2 separate regions of the Arabidopsis thaliana genome follow, and region 1 is linked to region 2. The links are chromatin contacts, called in public capture Hi-C maps. All regions are on one chromosome and are shown on one strand. The core of a region is the stretch at or near the end of the contact, and the rest is flanking DNA. Distances in the headings are between cores, read along the strand shown. Region 1 holds the start of AT5G24240 (phosphatidylinositol 4-kinase gamma-like protein). Region 2 holds the start of AT5G24040 (F-box SKIP23-like protein (DUF295)).

Region 1 (6,373 bases), core at 698-3,197, 110 kb after region 2:
TATCGGAAGTTTAATTTCAGGATTAACAATAAAAGGCTCCACGAAGAACTCTTTAGGCTTCGCTTCTGATGATATGTTTTTTCCTCTTCTACCATCCACATTGTGCTTGTGATTTACATCTTCGATAAACACTTCAAAATCCTTCCCCACTGGTTTAGCTCTGACTTTAGCGGATTTGCTAATTAGCAAGTGAATCACATTGTCTCCATTTTGACAGAGATCAGTGATGAGTCTCTGGTCATCCAGCTCTTCACCATCTAATGTGAGTTCATGATCCCTGGGGATTCCGAGCTCTTTTTCCTTTGAAGCAATTTGCTGCTTCACGTAACCAACATTTCTACTCCTCTCAACAACGAGCTCAAACTCTTTCCCATCAACAGTTCTTACAGAAATGGCTTGAAGATCTGAAAGTCTAATAACCAAATGCAACAGTTTCCCATCAGCAAGGCCATAATCTCGAATTTGGGAATCATTTCGAGATACCTCTCTACCATCATACAGAAGTTTCTGCTTCTTCACAAAAAAACCCTTGATACTCTGAATCCTTAGCTTCACAGATGCTATTGAATCTGACTCCATGACCCGCTTAGGGATCACAGATCCAGCAATAGTCAGAAAAACCAGGATTGGGTCGTCTAAGTTGAAACCAAACCGTCCAATAATACCTGGAAAGTTGACAAGTTCCTCCAGGGCTGGACTCAACGCTACACTAGCAACTGACATTCCAACTGTACACTTCTATCCTAAATTCCTGGGAATGAAGAGAGCTCAACAGGGAATAAAGGCTGAAATCCCAGGAATCAACCCTTATTCTTCTCCCGTGAGCTTTAGAAAAGACCAAGTCCCTGCACGGGTTCAGGAACTCTGGAACTGAAAAGCTTTCTAACTCACATCTTGCCAATCAATATTTTCCAAAAGTTCATATTGAAGTTAAGACAACCCTAAACCCCCTATGATTAGGCTTTCGTACGAATTATCGTAGCTGAAATGTATCTCGTAATCACATCAATCCCAAAGAACCTGAATGAGAGAAACAATGATCACAGGAATCAGTCATGGAACATCAACAACAACAATCACTATTTTCTAATTAACCTCAGGGTATTAAAAATTATGATCAAACACAAAAAAAAAGATTTTTAAAAAAATACCAACCTCTTTGTATAGATGATGAACTATATAACCTTTTTTTTTTTTGTTGGAACATGAGCAAACTATATAACCTTTAAAACTTTTGTTCTCAATCTATATATAATTAGAAATCTTCAAAGCTAAAATTAGCTTAAAAAGCATAACCAAACAACAGCCACCACAAAATTAGTTTTAAGTCAACGTCTTAATCGGATTTTAATCATCACAAAACCAAACAGGCTGGCCTAAGTTTTTAAGACTTTATCTGATTACTAATCTTAATTTAGGTTTATGAGAAAATTAAGATTTAAACACTAATTCTCACACTTTTACAAATTCAAAGAAGAAGTAAAACCAATAATTCAATCCTTAATCACTAAATATAAGTCTCGGATCATCAAACGAGTATATCTCCAGAGAATCGCTACATAAATCTCCAAAATCAAAACCCGATTTCGAATTTCTACACACATTTCCCGATCATCGAAACCGATACAATTCATCATCCATGATCGGAAGAGACACCGGCGAGAAAATCGAAAATCGAAAATCGAAAAGAAGAAATTAATCAATTCTTCAGAGAAATCGAAAACAAACCTAGAAAATAAAATTAAGAAATGGTAATACCTCGGAATAAAAATCCGTGAAGCGAAGAATCTAATCGGAACTGGTGTTATTCGATAAAACTTACTCGCCAAGTTTCCGAGAATTCGAAAACCCCTCTCTTCAATTTTATTTCCCCCAGAAAATTTTAGCGTTCCCAGAAGAAAGAAAAAAAAAAGGGAGAGAGAGAAACAGTGGTAACTAAGTCTTCTTTGAACAGCGGCGAATTTTGTGGGGATGTATTTATAGAGTTTGACCTCGCTGACTTTTGACGGAAGTTTAATTGAGATCTTTAACGCCGTGAACTTCTCCACACGGTAGGGCAGATACCGTTTCCGTAACGGACGCAAATCTTTTATCAGACGAATCTAGAAATTACCAAATTCAAACAACAACACTTTTTGCTAGTGAATTCTATAAAAATTGAAATTGATCGTTTTCAAATTAATACATTTGTCAAATTTCTTTGTTTACAATTGGTGTAAATGGAATAGTTAGCAATTTTTTGGTCAATGGAATATTTAGCATAAAATGCAGATTTTCACCATTAAAGTCAATGTTAGACAAATGGCGATGACCAACGTGGCGTCGTTGGAAAAATCGAAATCCGTCAATCACCGGCGTTTTGGTGGGATCAGTGATACGAACCGATCTATAAAACCGCTAAATCGGTTTAATTTTGGGTTGCTTTGGTTTGATTCCTGATAACCGAACATAACCGAAAAATTCTAACACGAAATAGGCAGACTCATGAAGCCTCATAATGATAATTGAATAGAAACCTAAACCGAGAAGAACCATGTATGATTGTAAAATAAAAAGTGTTAACCAATTCAATAGGCATGATATATAATTTATATACCATGTAAAGAAATGAAAAAGAATGTGACAAAAAGCAAAAGCAACAACAGGTTCTGTGAAAGTATCTTCATAAGTTCTTCTCTATAAACTCCCAAATCCTCTGTTCCATATATATCCGGTCTTTCTTCTTCCGTGGCATATGCCGTTCATCGGGAAATATCAACAACTCGTACCGCTTTCCCGCTTCAACAAGCGCGTTCACAAGCCTAGCCGTGTGTCTGAAATGCACATTCTCATCGATCATTCCGTGTACTAACATCAGCTTCTGCTTATCGGTCAAGTTCCCGACATGGTGCATTACCGAGCTCTTTAGGTAGCGCTCCTCCTCCGTGGGAAGACCCATGTACTTCTCCGTGTAGAACGAGTCATAGCCATCCCAAGATGTAACAGGAGCACCCGAGACAGCGCAGTTAAAGATCTCAGGGTATCGGGTCAAGAGTGTAGCTGAAAGGTACCCACCGTAACTCCAACCATACACTCCAATGTGGTCTGGTTTAGCCAGACCTTGCTCGATTAGCCATTTGGCCCCAGTTACTTGATCTTCTGCATCAACATATCCACAGTTATGCTTCATCCAAGATTCAAATTTCAGCCCACGCCGTGCAGTTCCTCTGTTATCAAGCTGCACAAATCAGTGATAACATTTCAATTCTAAAGCATCATCTTTGAGTAAACCTTATTCAACATTTTCCTGAGTAAAAAAGAGAGAAGAAAAAGAATTTGTAGAACCTTCCAAACTAAGATGCCTCTGCTTCTCAGATACTGTGTCCTCATGTCGACTGTATTAATCCAAGAATCATAGACCAACTGAACGCTGGGACCTCCATAAACGTTAATCATTGTTTTATATGGAGGAGGACCAAATTTCGAACTGTCGGGTTTGTAAACCGCGCCATACAGTGTTGTCTTTCCGTCATTTGCTTGTATTTGAACAAACTCTGGAGGCTCTAGTTTAAGGCTTTTCAGTATCTGTATAGGAGATGTCTGCTCGTAGAGAATCTTGAGTACAGTTCCGTCACTCAGAGAGCAAAGAGAAACCCGCGGAGGCGAATCAACTGAATCATGAATGTCAACGAAGTTCTTCATCTGGTGATCGAGCACAACGATATGTTTTCCTTTCCCATGTGTAAGTCTCATGGGTTGACACCGAGATGTATTCCCAGCTTCCAATTTTGCGCAGTAAAGATTAGTCTCAAGTGGTCCATCAAGGGTTCCTGTGAAATACACCAGACTCATCGGCTCATTTACACCTGCTATTTGCTCAACCATCCATTCACCGCTAGTAATAGCTCCAAGGCATGTCCCATCAGACTCATAAAGATACAAATGTCTAAAACCAGTCCTCTCACTGGCCCAAATGAATCCTCCTGAACCTCTCGATGAAGGGACTTTCTCCAGAGGAGTAAAACAGTCATGTAAAGTCACCCACGTGTCGGATTCTTCCGTCAACAGTACGTTTCCTTGACCAGTGTTTATGTCAAAGCTGATGATTTTCAGTTTACTCTGCGACCTATTCAGAACCTGCACTATGAGGACATTCCCGGGCAGCCAGTTGACTCTACCAAGATACTCGTCCTCTGTATTGCCTCTTCCTCCGCACACAAGATTCATCCAAGTCGTCTTTCCACCACCAGCTGAAGAAACTACCCCGAGACGAAGTGTAGAATTGAGAGCTCCTGCAAAAGGATAAGCATGATCTTCTTGCGCCTCTGAACCAACCGAACGTTTTCCCTGATGCATTATTCTGAACAAAGGAATCTGTGAGGAGTCAACTTCTGTATAGGCGATAAACTTGCTATCTAATGACCACCAATACCCATTTCTCCGATCCATCTCCTCCTGAAATAGAAAAAGTTGCAAGAAATTATTTCTGATATAACATTCAATTTGTAGAATGAACAAATAAAATGGAGAAGTTTTCAGGGAAAAGTTTCTCACCTGAGCTATGTACTCAGCAAGGCCATGACTCTGCAACAACAAAACAAATCACAGTTATTCTCCTGAGAGTATGTTGATTAGACCACAAGAACAGTCATGTAGCAAAAGCTTTACTTACCAAAGTACTTCCATTGGCACCGCTAGTTAACTGTTGTGTCTGGTTTTTTAACAAATTGAGGACATGCAACTCGGATTCTCTTACGTATGCAAGAAATAAGCCATTAGGAGATAGACGAGGATCAATAATTGGAGAAGTGGGTGAACTTGGAACTATGAGCTCCGGATTTGGTGATGAAGAAAGGTCCTTCATATACACCTAACCATGGTCACAACACAAAACATACAAAAAGGTAACCCAATCAGAGTTTAGATTATTTCAAGACATTAAAAAAAGAATGCTACATGTAAGAAAGATCACTAATTCAGCTGATAAGATTCAGACTCTGGATTATGACGAACAAGCACAAGTCCTCTTTAATATCTTTGGATCAACGAAACCCTAAGAGATCTCCTAACCCTCCCAAGCCTATAGGCTCTCAACAAACCACATGGTCAAATGCCCCTAATAAGTTCTCCTTCCATCACATTCTAGTTCCTACCAGATTCAGTTCAAATTCATCTTTGTTCTCTAAAAAGTAACACAATTCCAGTAAAATTTCCACAGGTTTCAAGAAACTAACGAAGAACATAGTGTCGATTATAGAAGCAAGGAAAAAACAGAACATACCCCGGCAGGTAAAGGAACCACAATGAATCTCATCTTTGAGTTAGTCTTGACCCATTCATACCGAGTTACACCTAAACCACGCTCCCGCAACCTCTCCCTCCTCAACTTCTCTTCAGGTGAAATGTTACTCTCATCAACTCCACCATCAGGAGGACTAAAAACCAAATTAGATTCCCCTTTATTGACATCAAAAGCATACACCCTCCTTTTCAAATTCTTTTCAGGGCTAAACAAATAAGTGATCAAAGAATCATCAGGACTAAAGCTAACTGCAGTTGGAGCTACATAACCAGGTAAAGGCGTCTGAACAATATCTTCAACCCCAAAAGGAACGTCCTTATCCGCCATAAAGGGAGATCCTTTAGATTCTCAAAGGTATCTACTTTCCAACAAACTGCAAAATAACCATCAACAAGAATCTTCATTACCTTTGAATTGCACTACACAAAAAGGAGTCAACTTTATCACGTCAACGAAGATTAACAAACAGTAATCAATTATATCTTGAATTTGACATCAATGGGTACAACAATGATCAAAATGGTTCTTCAATTCCTCAGCAATAAGAATCAAATACATGCGTATTAACGGAAAAAGGAATCGTCGATTGACACTGGAAAGATGGGAACTTGTTGAACTAAACGAATTTGAAGAGGAAGAGGAAGATGGAGATTAGAGTTGAAGTTGGTGGGCTTACATTGGAAATGGAGCTGATCAGAGAGATTGAGAGATAGAACTAAAACTGGTTTGGTCCGTCTTGGAGATAGATTAGAGAGAGATTCCTCGGCTTGCTTTGTTTTTCAATTTTTATATATAATAAAGTGTTTATTCAATTAAAAATTCAACATTATTTAATATCTAGAATGTATAAATAATTTTACTCAAGAACTAATTAAAATAAGCAAAAATTATTTTCATAAATCATCTACTTTTAAAATTTCGTTTGATATATATTAATATTATCTACAATAATAAACCATGTGTGTACAAATTTTTTATTGTTATTCTAAAAAAAACACGAATATTTTCATGTAACAAAAATATGAATATCCGCAAAAGGTGGATCATATATTTTGGTATATACAACAATGAAGCAATAATAGACTAGATTTG
Region 2 (6,485 bases), core at 379-2,878:
TAAGAAAATTCAAAAAATTCTAAATTTGCAAACAAAATGAGAAAACAAGAAACAGGAGTTACGGCCAAAATAAAAACTTTAATTTCAGAGAAGTAGACATTCTGCTAGATCACTACCATTTATGTATGTGTGTTCCGAACGTATCTCCGGTATATGATAGACGACTGGTTCACCTAGGGGATGCTTTGGTCTAGCTAGTTTCAATAATAACAAATGGAACTATAATTAGCAGCCAAACTTTGGTCAAATACAAAAGGAAAATCATAGTATATACAAAACAAAACAAAAATAATAAAAGGCATGCATGTTTTAGTGAATGTCATATAATTATCCGTTGGAGATTACCCAACCAGGGGGAAATGGAAACAGCTCTATATACTCCAATTTATCTCTTAAAGATCTTACGCCTTTCTCATTGAATTCATACACGAGAATGCTTTCAAGTTCATATGAGTTAGATCCTCCCCACAAGTCCATGAAGATTATAGAGTTAGCCCTAAACCCTGGAATTTCAGTAGCCAAGCATGAGAAGGTACAATAATGCTCCAAGAACAACACACGACCGTCCATATCTTCCACTTGATCCCAATCGTTTCTTTCCTCGTTTAACTCTGATATTTCGAACCATATCTTTTTCTCACGGATATTTGGTATGTGAAAATCGTATCGGCTCTTTGTGCACATCTCTACGAGAATGAGTTTGTCCCCTGTCATTAAAAGCTGTTGGAGATAACGAATGAAATAAAAAGACTTGTAAATTTTAGTTTTGTTCCAAGTTGCATGAAATACAAGATATAAAAATGTTGGTCGTCTCCTTACCCAACGTTTCCTTGTCTTATCACAAGGTCTTGACCGCTGAAATGTATTCACTTCTAGTGTTGGATCTACCACTGTTGTTTTTCCGGTGCGATCTATCGCGTAAAACTTGCCTTTAAATGGAACTATCCCTTCAAAAAATGAATCGGGTGTTATCTCGAGCTCAGTCCAACGGTTATCGACTGACCTATACATTGCGAGACCATTGAATGAGAGCTTCCCTAGAATCATATATTCGTTTTTCTCTCTGTTTAGACCCATAAATCCGATACGTTCTTCACATTTTGAAATGCATTCAAATAATTCAAACCATTCGCTGTAACAAGCCACATGTTCTTGCGCTAGCTCAAAGATTTGACAATTGAGCAAATCAATAGATAGACTTGGATACAAGCATCCATACGCAGAGGAGTTTCTTCTTAAGAACAAACTATGTAGAACAACTTCTCCATTCTCTTTAGCTTGTAGTTTAAACATCCTGGCAGGAGAAAATTATCATCTATGTATCATCAAGATTCAAGAATCAATACAAGAAACAGATTTTATTACCAATATTGGGGACGGTCACGATTAGGACACTTGAGAAGGTAGACACGGCTGCTCAAGATATGGCAATCATCACCACAACCGCCGGGATCAAGGGGAAGAGGACATCTAAGTGATGTCATGTGTCTGAATTTGAGGAGACTAGAGGATCGCCAAAAGGAACAAACTGACCGAAAGTGGATCAGATCAAAGGGATTGTCGATTTTAAGGGAGATCAAGTGGAGAATCTCCGGTGGCAACTCCGACCATTTTACCATTTTATTCTCTGAGTGATTATAGACTTGGTCTGATAATAATGTAGAGCTAAAAGCCTAAAACTAAACGTGTTGACTTTCTCTGTTGCTCTCTTGATTGAGGAAATGCGTTGACTTTATTACTTGACGTGTACTACAAGCTGTAACAATCCCTGCTTGTGTTCGATTCAGTTTTCTGAAAGTTTAACAAATTTGAGGAGAAATTCGAATGAGTGTATGATTATAGAGATCATTTTTTTTTTGTTTTTGCTTTCAAATTGCCTAACGGTTTTTTCAAAATCCGAAAATAACCAACACTTGATTGGTGTATTTTAAATAATCTATATGGATTTTTTTTTTTAATATGGATTTTCGAAACTATAATTCACCTAGGATTTGTATTTTTGTATTGTAGTTTCAGAATTTCTACATTAATCATAAACTGACAAGATCCTAGACAAGAAAACGAGATCTTATAGATGTGCGGAAGCGAAACGTTGTGTTTGCTATTAAGGCTGAGAAAATCGAGCTAATCAACGTCCAAGTACGGTGTACTTATTCAAGTGGCTGAAGAAGCAATTGTAGCAAAACCTGTCTTGGCAACAAATTTGGTTCCTGATTTGATCATTTTGCTCTTCATACTTGAGTTTCAAAATCAGATTCTTACTGAGTAGAACAAAACACAGGTTTTGATTGTATCGAGCATTTCTAATGAATGTATTAAAAACACTTTTATTGATTGGATCAATTTCATTAGACAAAATAAGACTTGGAGATATATTACAAGGAATCGAAAGGTAACAATGCAGTAACTAAAGTAGACCAAACAACAAACAAGATTCATGTCAAAAATGCTAAGTTTTCATACTATAGTACATACGGTTATAATGATCTGAAACAATATATGGAACAAGTTACTAATAAGGAACACTAATTTTCTTAATCAAACTCTTAGACAAAAAAGAAGTCCAGAATCTCCTGAAATTAGATCGCTGTGCGTGTTGATCAATCAAGTTATAGTCTCAACCGACACAAGAAACTTAGCAGAGACAGAGAGCAAGGGAAGAGCTACTCTGTTCCATGGCAAAGCAGAGGATTCCACAGCACCTAAACGACCAAAGAGTAATGTTGTCGCCTTCTTTCAATCTGTTAGCCTCAACGATGTCGTTCCACCCACAAATCAAATTGTAACTCCAGCTTCCTTTACCTGATTCCTTCTTCATCTCCCATCTCTTTAACATCACACCCCACTTTTTACACCGTTGATCCACGAGAATCGCTCCCACTCCAATCTTGTTATTGTTGTTGATGTCTTCGTTTATGATTATGGACTCCACAGACGTCAGGAAATCGTTTCGGAGTAAGTTGTTGAAAGGCATTGAGAGACGGTTCTTTGTTGGGTTTACATCAGTCACGAACAGAGTCTTCTCAAAGATCAATTTAGCGTCTTTGGCTTCTTTCATGTTTGTCATCACCTTGACAAGCCACTCAGGTGTCTCTCTCGCCGTTTGTGAAAAAGGAGCAACATTTGCTTTCTTGACTCCACCACTACGCTTCCTTTGTTCCACAGCACGTCTCTTGCGGCTTGTGTTCTCCATTAGGCACAAAGACATAGTACATGGGAAATTAGGGTTTGGTGGGTCTTTCGTCTCCGTCTTTTGGTACTCAGCCGTCTTGTGACCAAAGAGTCCGAGTGAAGAACAAGGTTCTGAACTAGGGTTTTGTAATGTTTTTGTCTCGGAATTAGCGGCAATGAAACATGAAGAGGATAGCCCTTGAAGATGGTTTTGTGGGTCTTCGATCTCAGAATCGGTAGGGAACTGGTTAAGATCGATAAGCGATGAAGAAGTAGAAACCCTAATAAGATTTTGTTGTCTCTTCACCAAAGACGATCTTGTTTTTCTCGGGAAGAGACAAAAGATTCTCTTCTGGAATTCTTCTTCTTCTTCAGAGACAATCTTACGACGTTGTTCTTCTTCTTCTTCTTCATATAACATAACCGCCGCATCAACCAGTACACAGAAATTCGACCACAGGTCTTTACCTGAAGCCGTGAGATGATCGTCATCATCGTGATAGATACTAGTCATTGTGAATTTTTGATAGAATCGAAAACTCAAGTTCTTCTGAGAGCAAATCGTGAGACACAAGGAAATTAGAGAATCTGAGAGAAACTGAGAATGAGAGAGTCTCTATTGCATTATATAATAATACTTGCGCTCTCTGCTTACATCAAATTTAGGGTTTCCTTTTTTCTTTGAGTTTAGTTGTTTAATTACTGTGATTAGTAACTAATTAGCCGTTGTCTGATTTTATTTTCGTTAATAGCTAACCTTATAATTACGATATAGTCCTTGTCTCGGTATTTCCTTTTTCTAGGTGTGTGAGAGTCTCTCATTCTCACTTTATGAATACAAATGTAATTAAACAACTAAACTAAGATACAATCTTTTGAAGTGGGTTTTATGAATGTAAAAAAGTTATTAGTGACAAAATACAAAAATAAGAGTTACGATAAAGAGATGAGATTTATGTAAAACTATTTGGACAGATCATATATTTATGTATAAATTGGGATAAATTTCAATGCTCTCTTAACCCAGAGACTTGAAGAATTAATAAGGTCTTCTGTATAAATTGTATAAACTATATTAACCCAGAGACTTGAAGAATTAATAAGTCTATTAACCCTTAGACTTGAAGATCATATATTTATGTATAAACAGTGTCAAGAATTAATTGGAAAACAATGAAACAACATGAGACCCCCCCCCCCCCCCCCCACACACACACACACACACCAATCTCCAATAAGCCAACCTTGAAATTGCTTGTCTGACCACAAACGATCTTTAACGTTAGCAGGAGTGTTAGTTCATGTCTGACTGGTGAGGGCACTTTCATTGATACACGAGAAATTGCAGTTTGAATATGTTTCTTGTAGCTACATTATTAAGACTCTAAGATTCCTTTTGATTCGTTTGTTTTGGTTTCTGCGGCTTGGAAGGTGTAGAAGCGAATAATAATTCTCTCAACTGTCCCTCAGCGTTGTGTTCTGATGTTGCCTGCAACACAGAGTTATCAGGCCGCATTAATCTAAGTGATATCGTATGTATTATCATTGTTCACTAATCAGAGTCTAAGAAGATAGAAAACGAAAATCGACATACCCTTATCGAGAATGCAAACCGTAATGTCTCAATTTGCATTCCTGAGCAAATCCTAAGGTCGAAACCAAGTGAATCTATCCCAATGAGCTTCACTTCCTACATTGTAACACCATATGGATATAATCATGATTGTCACAGTATAGTCGTGAAAGCTATACAACAACTTCGTTTTGAAATTCCAGTAATGTAACGTAAAGTTCCAGTTTCTTTACCTCTGCTTGAATCCCATTATTTCTCCAACACAGAGATCTGAGAGCTTCAGTTAGTTTATCGCCATCTTCTTCTAGACGAGTCAGTATACCATCTGATGCACAAGCAATAACATCAGGTTGTGCTTTCCTGACGTCTTCCACTTCCACTTCAGTCTGTTCAAAAGCAAAAATACACAACCAACCAAATGCATGAGCTAAAACTTCCATAGAGCCTTTTAAAGAGTATATATTAAAAAGGGAGAGGCTTTATCGTAACCTGATGCCCCTGTGCCGTGATGAGCTGGATTCTTATTATCTCCAGCTTGTAGTACTGTATAGCATTTCTCGAATTTTCAACATGCAATATCTCAGATTCATTCTCACCAATGCCTTCAAATATCTCTTCTGAGTTTTCTCTCTCCTTGTTTTTGTCAGTGCCTGTAGATATACAACCAGAGATATGTTTTTGGATATCTGAGTGATCTTCCACAATGACAGGACTCAAGAGCCCTTGGATAGCAAGGCCAGCGGACGGCTGATCCATCCAATTTACAGGATCAGTTGAAGCAACCTAAATTTCAATAAAGAAACTAAGTTTTATAGTCTTCACATGGTGGATATTTGATAAATCACAAATCAATTTTTGGACTGCAAGTAACCTCGGCCATCCTCCTGGCAAAATACATAGGATGGCAATATCGCATCGTTTCCAAGTTTGCCCAGTCTCCAAGTGATTCATCAGAGTCTGAGACATAGTTATCCTCGTCATCTCCATCTTCTAGAACAGCAACCCATTCCTGGAGTCAAGAACACAGTATATTGTGAAGCATGCTAAGCATAAGACAGGTTTTTTCCATGTGAAGTTCCTCAATAAGACCACGAAAGCTTTTCAAACCTCGTCATCTTTGTCTTCTCCTTCATCCTCATCGCCCTTGTTTTCATCCTCAACTTCACTTTCACCATCTTCGATTTCTTCAATCCCAAAACCAATACCAGATGGACTGCTCAGCTCCATGTCCTTGATCATCTCCATCGTATCAAAACCTACTATTACTTGCTGCATTGCAAATGTCACTTATCACAGTTATATCTCCATACAAGTGAATAGAGAAAAGAACAAAAGCAACTGTAAAGAAAACACCATGCAGCAGAATCATTTAAACTAAAGAAAAACATATAGACATATACACAAGGATATAAAATAAAGCAGTGGCACCAACCTATATGACTACTATTGAAGCATGCTTATGCACGTTTAGATTCAGAAGATTGGAAAATTAGCAAAAAAAGGAAAAAGCAAGAGTAATAAGAAAGGAGCTTTAGCTGCCGTTCCAGAAGAAAGCTAGGCTTAAAATGACTTAATGTATCACATTCTTTAATAAATGGTCTATAAAGGTTATGTATGTAACAAGACAATATATCTGAAAAAGACAACATACCACATAATTATTATCAGATGTAACAACAGTCTGCATTATGTCCTCATTTTCCTTTACTTGAAAATATATATCTGCAGATCATAAGGGTAA

The links. Capture Hi-C pulls out chosen DNA fragments and counts their contacts.
Region 1: a capture Hi-C map of root shows a contact between it and region 2, with 2.1 times the contacts expected there. The contact joins the promoter of AT5G24240 here to the promoter of AT5G24040 in region 2. A contact is called at or near these places in 2 of 3 other capture datasets (root and seedling).

Annotation. Positions count from the first base shown.
Region 1 is chr5:8,232,203-8,238,575 of TAIR10.1, forward strand. AT5G24240 (phosphatidylinositol 4-kinase gamma-like protein) reads right to left here and starts at 1,948. Exons shown (of 3, transcript NM_122330.2): 1 at 1,759-1,948; 2 at 1-1,020. The coding sequence starts at 723. It overlaps AT5G24260 (prolyl oligopeptidase family protein), which reads right to left and starts at 6,092. Exons shown (of 6, transcript NM_122332.4): 1 at 5,958-6,092; 2 at 5,261-5,654; 3 at 4,652-4,849; 4 at 4,534-4,563; 5 at 3,325-4,434; 6 at 2,482-3,217. The coding sequence starts at 5,608. The coding sequence ends at 2,663. SOS3 (Calcium-binding EF-hand family protein) reads right to left here. Exons shown (of 9, transcript NM_001203448.2): 9 at 6,281-6,373.
Region 2 is chr5:8,125,718-8,132,202 of TAIR10.1, forward strand. AT5G24040 (F-box SKIP23-like protein (DUF295)) reads right to left here and starts at 1,629. Exons shown (of 3, transcript NM_122309.2): 1 at 1,366-1,629; 2 at 820-1,294; 3 at 232-720. The coding sequence starts at 1,619. The coding sequence ends at 328. It overlaps AT5G24050 (plant-specific B3-DNA-binding domain protein (DUF313)), which reads right to left and starts at 3,685. Exons shown (of 1, transcript NM_122310.1): 1 at 2,636-3,685. The coding sequence starts at 3,685. The coding sequence ends at 2,636. AT5G24060 (Pentatricopeptide repeat (PPR) superfamily protein) reads right to left here. Exons shown (of 11, transcript NM_001203447.1): 5 at 6,396-6,466; 6 at 5,852-6,013; 7 at 5,616-5,753; 8 at 5,234-5,527; 9 at 4,978-5,130; 10 at 4,766-4,861; 11 at 4,262-4,660. The coding sequence ends at 4,556.